Regions from separate parts of the Rattus norvegicus genome. Here region 1 is linked to region 2. Evidence: chromatin contacts called from public Hi-C data. All regions are on one chromosome and are shown on one strand. Each heading gives the region's core, a stretch centred on a gene start, on an enhancer-like site or on the middle of the called end of the contact. The rest is flanking DNA. Distances are from core to core; before and after follow the strand shown. Region 1 overlaps Stim1 (stromal interaction molecule 1). Region 2 holds the start of Stim1 (stromal interaction molecule 1).

What was found. Hi-C and Micro-C count contacts between places; a contact is called where the count stands out from the background.
Region 1: a Hi-C map of kidney shows a contact between it and region 2, with 6 times the contacts expected there. The contact joins the enhancer-like site here to the promoter of Stim1 in region 2. A contact is called at or near these places in 11 of 12 Hi-C or Micro-C datasets (the A7r5 cell line, the Rat2 cell line, Schwann cells and 6 more) and 1 of 1 datasets of contacts at active chromatin or transcription factors (oligodendrocytes).

Annotation. Positions count from the first base shown.
Region 1 is chr1:166,216,753-166,219,537 of GRCr8, forward strand. Stim1 (stromal interaction molecule 1) reads left to right here. Exons shown (of 12, transcript NM_001108496.2): 7 at 110-287; 8 at 2,210-2,377. Among named protein-coding and RNA genes, the nearest start is that of Rrm1, 18 kb to the right of the region's middle. Within about 2 kb of position 1,274, at least 1 of the 93 cell types and tissues checked has an H3K27ac peak or open chromatin away from gene starts, as enhancers often do.
Region 2 is chr1:166,066,609-166,069,513 of GRCr8, forward strand. It overlaps Stim1 (stromal interaction molecule 1), which reads left to right and starts at 1,606. Exons shown (of 12, transcript NM_001108496.2): 1 at 1,606-2,120. The coding sequence starts at 1,982.

The DNA.
Region 1 (2,785 bases), core at 24-2,523, 150 kb after region 2:
GAGCTGGTGGCTCCTGTTTTCTTCCTCTTGCGGTAACTTAAGGCCTGTTGGCTGGCACCTCCTTGCCTCATCGCCTCCAGATCGCTACATTGTTCTCCAACCCCATCAGGCTGCACAAGGCCCAGGAGGAGCACCGAACAGTGGAAGTAGAGAAGGTCCACCTGGAGAAGAAGCTGCGTGACGAGATCAATCTTGCCAAGCAGGAAGCTCAGCGGCTGAAGGAGCTGAGGGAGGGTACCGAGAATGAGAGGAGCCGCCAAAAATATGCTGAGGAAGAGCTGGAGCAGGTAGGAGAGTCTACGGGATGCCTCGGGGGTTTCGTAAAGGGCAGAGGACCAGGGTCTGGTGGGAAAGCTTCATCTGTGAACATTTTGAAATATGGTTCAAATCTTTCTTCTGGACTTACCAGTAATATTAATGGTAAAGCTATAAAAAATGGTTTCCATAATTTTCAAAGAATGGCAGATAGCGGGGGGATAAGAGTGGTTTTCCTCCCCTCCCTTTTTCATTGAGGTATTTATATCAAGTGAACAAATCCTAAGTATTGAGCTGGTTTTTACATATGGATAGCCTGTGTAAGCACCACTCAGAAAGCTCACTTTTGCTCTTGTCAAATTTTCCTCCAAGAGTAACTATTGTCATAGCCTGCAAACCAGATTAGTTTTGCATGTTTTCAAATTTTATAAAAATGGCAGTGGGGATGGAAAGAAGGCTTAGCAGTTAAGAGATATTATGTATGCTTGGGCTACAGGTGACCTAGGGAGGAATTCTATTAGAAGCTCTACCTCTGGTTGACTAAGGGGCCAGTGTAGACAGAGGCAGAAATCACTAAGCAAGGACTCTAGGTTGCGGCTCTGTGGTTCACAGAGTCCCCTTGATAGAGTGAGAAGACTTCAGAGCCTGGTCTGTTATTTGCCATGCCATTTCTGTACATTGCCATGTGTGTCTTTGGACTCAAGTGTGGAAAGAGAGATCAAGTTTCTCTGGAAAGCTTCCAGTGTTGCAGGAAGCTTGGTTCAGTTCAAGGAAAGTGGGGGTTGGGTGTATGGGGGTGGGGGGAACCGGCCAGAGAGTGGAGGTGCAAACTCGACAGGTGTGCCTGTAGCTGGGTATAGACTCTGAATGGCTGGTGGGCATAAGCCTGGACAGCCAGCTTGGTGACTGTCAGCAGTGGGCCCTGCGGTAAGCAGAAGAATGATGCTGATCTGGGTGAGGTGGTACAGATGGGCAAATGGGGACTCACAGCTCCTGCTCCAGCATGTGCCCACGTGATGAACCATGTCTTAGCTTGTTTTCCTTCTAGTTGAGTCTGGCAGCCAGGACCTTGTAGATTTCTGGCCGGGGTAGAGTTTCATCTTAAAATGTTTTCCTAGCTCCTAGTGCTACTTGCAGCTATGCTCTTGCTCAGGAGAGCTTGGGATTTGGGGCTTCTGGGGACTGCCACGATTCTCTCATTTTGACTACAGTTGAGTTCAGTTGTTTGAGGCTATGTTCTGAAGAACTAGGCTTAAATCTACCTTTACCCTAGGCCCACTGAGCTGGCCCTTTCCACCCTCAGGCTCTCACACTCTGCTTCTCCCCAACCCACGTTTTTAAGTAAGAAGAGATCCATAAGTCAAATGATCGTATATATAAAACAACATTAAAGAAGTGAAAATTAAAATCACAATGACATACCATTACAGCTACCAGAATGTCTAAAGTTAAAATATAAAGGTCAGGGATAGGTACAACCCTTGTAGGAAACAATTTAACTTTTTCCTACCCTCTTTCTCTATCCAGTGCTGTAGATCACACTTGGCTTTTATACATTAGCAAATACTCTACGACTGAACCATATTCAGAACCTTGTTTGATGGTTTCTACTGAAGCTAATAAGTAAATGCTTTATTACTATATACCCAACAGAAATGAGCCAAGACTGGCTGTTTGGCCAGTATAAGCTAATGTGCTAGCAAAGAGTGTTCTGGAGAGAAAAAGTCTCCATTTGCATTTTCTTGTCACTATTGACAGTGTGATCTTAAGTAGGCTGTTTTCTTCTCTGTGCTTACTTCCTTGTATGTGAAATTCAGGGGGAAATCTTTGTCATTTCTTCTTATTGCAAGAGCTGTGAAGCAGGAGTGGACTCTAGAGGTGTGGAGCATTGTGCAGAGGTGTTGGGGAGGATGTTAACACTGACAGACAGACTCACACTCTCACGTCCTCTCAGGTTCGGGAGGCTTTGAGGAAAGCAGAGAAGGAGCTGGAATCACACAGCTCCTGGTATGCTCCTGAGGCCCTGCAGAAGTGGCTGCAGCTGACACATGAGGTGGAGGTGCAGTACTACAACATCAAGAAGCAAAATGCAGAGAGGCAGCTGCTGGTGGCCAAGGAGGGGGTGAGGCCTGCTCTCCTGTGGGCTCCCTTCTCTCTCTCCTCCCCGCTCTCTTCTGTCTATGTGCCCCTCCCACCATTCTTCTCTACTTTACCCTGTCCTCCCTTTGAGGGAAGAGAGAAATGGGCAGTGGACTCTGTTTCTTTTTCTAACATACACTGCTTAACGATTACTGAAGTGTTTGGAGGAGAGACTGAGGGTCTAGGCTGCTCTGTTCTGTCTTCCGGGTGTGATAAGGCAAATAGGAGGGGGTAGAAAAGCTGAAGCAGCTCTCCTGCTGGAAAAGGCTTCCAAGAGAACAGAGGTACTTTGCGGGTTTGACTAAGACTGGAACCTTTTTCTTGCACTTCTTCACAGGTTCCTGAGGTCTGCCCACTTCCTCCCCTTACCTTACTTCTCACTTCACTCCTT
Region 2 (2,905 bases), core at 356-2,855:
CACACACACACACACACACACGAAAGAAAAAAAAAAAAAGGCCAGTGCGATGGGAGATTAACAGAGTGGGGAGAGTGATAGTAGATGACGTCCAACATGTATTTTTATATCAACAGCCTAACCCTTAAGCCAGGCAGCTGTTGGGCAAATCCGTGTTCTGGTCTTCAAAGGGCTCACTCATAACAGGAGCTGGTTTATCACTGTCAGAAGAGGGACTGGGCCTAATCCAGTCTCCTGCCTCCGATGCCAAGGACAGGGGTAGGGCACGGAGGTTTCCGTAACGATCTGCTGACAGTAACGCTTGAGAAGAGAACAGGAAGTATAGGCTTTGTTAAAGGAAGCCTGGGCGGGGTTCTCTGTTTTTGGGGCACTTATACTCAAGTCGTTACCATCTCCTCTAACGGAATCAGAGAGATAGGAGAACGAGATAGGAGGAACCGGTCACAGGCTTTACCCCATAAACCTCAAGAGGTTGGGGCTTGAGGGGTGGGTTGCAAGAGCTACACGAGGGCATCTGATGTAGATCAGAGGCAGGAAGGGGTGTTAGGAAGGCAGATAGATCTTTTAGGCTATGTACAGGTGAAGTTTTACCTACAGTGGGATGGACATTTCATTCCACTTTTGGAATAATTTCTTTTTTAAACACTCGTATCCTCTAAAGAGCTTGACTAGGGGCTCCCCTTCCCTCGGTAACCCTCTAGAAAGGATCAGGGCCACCTAGGAACTAGTTCTTTTGCAGTACTTATATATGACCACCAGGAACCGCTGCGTACAGCACACAGGAGGCGCGGGTTCTTGAGCCGCAGAGAGGCGGAAGCCGATTGGCTGCGAGGCGCGTCGAAAGGGCGGAGCCTGGGAGTCGGGAGTTGGGGGCTGGGAGCGCGCCCCTGGGCCAAACCTAGCGGGACCATAATCACTTCAGGCGGTTCCGGGTCTGTCATCCTAGTGCGGGGTTTCTGTCCAAACTGGCTTAACAGTGGAGCCCGGAGAGCAGCTCTGCGGCCCGGAGATCCGGATAGGGCAGTAGCTGTCACCGCCGCCGCAGGCCTGAGTTACCTGAGCAACTGCGTGTCAGGGGCCCGCCTGCAGGCGGGCGTTAGAGCGGGAGGCTGGGGTGCTCACGGCCGAGGCCGAGGCCCCATCCTTGTAGCGGGGCCGCGGTCCTGACGACCACCAGCGCAGGTCGGGCCCCAACGAGACCCCGCCATTTGCGGGGGGCTCTGGCGGGCGGTCTCCAACAGGTTATTCCGGGATAAGCCGGCTCTGGGGCGGGCCCGAGCTTCGCTGGGGGCCGGGCGGCGCGGGGCGGGCCGGCGATAGAGCACGCCCCCGCCCATTTCGGGCCCGCCCCGCGCCGCCCTCCCGCCCTCCCGGGAGCCGCTGTCCCGGGCCTGGCCCGTGCGCGTCCGCCTGCTGCACCGGGGGACCAGGAGCCGCAGAGGTACGGGACCCGGCGGGGGCGCTGACCTCGGCCTAGGAGTCTTAGGATCCTAGAGACATCGGTGTCTGCTAGGGCCTGTAGGTCGCACGCCGAAGCCCTAGCTGCTGAGGCTCACCGCTGGTCCGCGGGGCGAGGTCAGGTGCCCCCCTTCTCTCCTCCCTTCTCTCCCTCCCCCACCTCCGTGCGGGCGGGAGATTCTGCCCGCCTCCTCCCGCAGGGGTGCAGCAAGCTGCGGAGCTGACAGCGGCCCCGCAGCCACCCTGCTCAAACTCTCCGGAAGCAGCTAGAGCTCAGGCCGCCGCCGCCGCAGCTTCGGCGGACCCACAGTTGGACCGGAGACTCCGATCCTTCTGCGTCCAAACTTGGGGCACTTGACCTTCGGTTGTCGAAGGAGGTAAGCCCGCAGGTGGCTGGACAGCTGCGGCGACGCCGCGAGGGCATCTTGCTTTGGAACCGTCGTCTGCACTCCCCGACTCTGGGATTTGCTTCTGGGATCCAAAGGTGTCTACAGCAGGCGCATGTTGACCGAGACCTTCCGTCATGGATGTGTGCGCTCGTCTTGCCCTGTGGCTTCTTTGGGGGCTCCTTCTGCATCAGGGCCAGAGTCTCAGCCATAGTCACAGTGAGAAGAATACAGGAGCTAGCTCGGGGGCGACTTCTGAAGAGTCTACCGAAGCAGGTAAAGAAGGCCTGGCGGCGGGCTGGACTGGGTTGAGGGCTTAATTGACTCAAAACTGAGTGGTTCGAAGTGGGCAAGTTGGAATTTCCGCACATGTGAGATACACCATAGCACTGTGTAGTCTCAGTAGTCCAAGAAGTTCTTTCGTGTAGCAGTCATGCCTAATGTTAGTCTTTCCTCTGAGCAACTTTCCTTATCCCTCCTCTGGATGGTAGTGAGAAGCCTCTTGGGGACACCTTGACTCTTTAGATCAGTAAGGTTAAGGGCCCATTCAGGACTTCTTGTCTGAAAGAGTGGCTTTCTCAGATGTTAAAATCGCTTTTAGCCAGTTTTATCACTTGAGGTTTAAGAGGGTGGGTGGGTGGCGGTGGTGGGTTGAGGCCACTGGAGGTGGGCAGGGAAGATCAGGGCAGGGCTGGGTCTGTTTTTCTATAGCTTGGTGTTCAGGTGTGCCTTTCTGTTCTAACCACCGTGAGAACCGTAGTCCCTCCTTTCCCTTAGGAAATCTGTCTTTTGGTTGTGCCCGTGTGAAATATCAAGGCAAGTCCTTAGATGGAATCCTGTTTACCACTAGGGACTTAAATGGCCCTTTCTTGACTTCTCTGTAATAAAAAATCCTGGGACCACTTGTTGACTTAATCCGTTTCTTCTGACTGATGAGAGTAAGGGTTCCGTGTTATTATTTTTAATCTGTTCTTATTTTCCCCGTATACTTGTGGAGCCTCGCTCAGCAGCAGTAGCTGCGGCCAATACTTTCACAGTAGAAAGGAACCTTTAAAAAATAT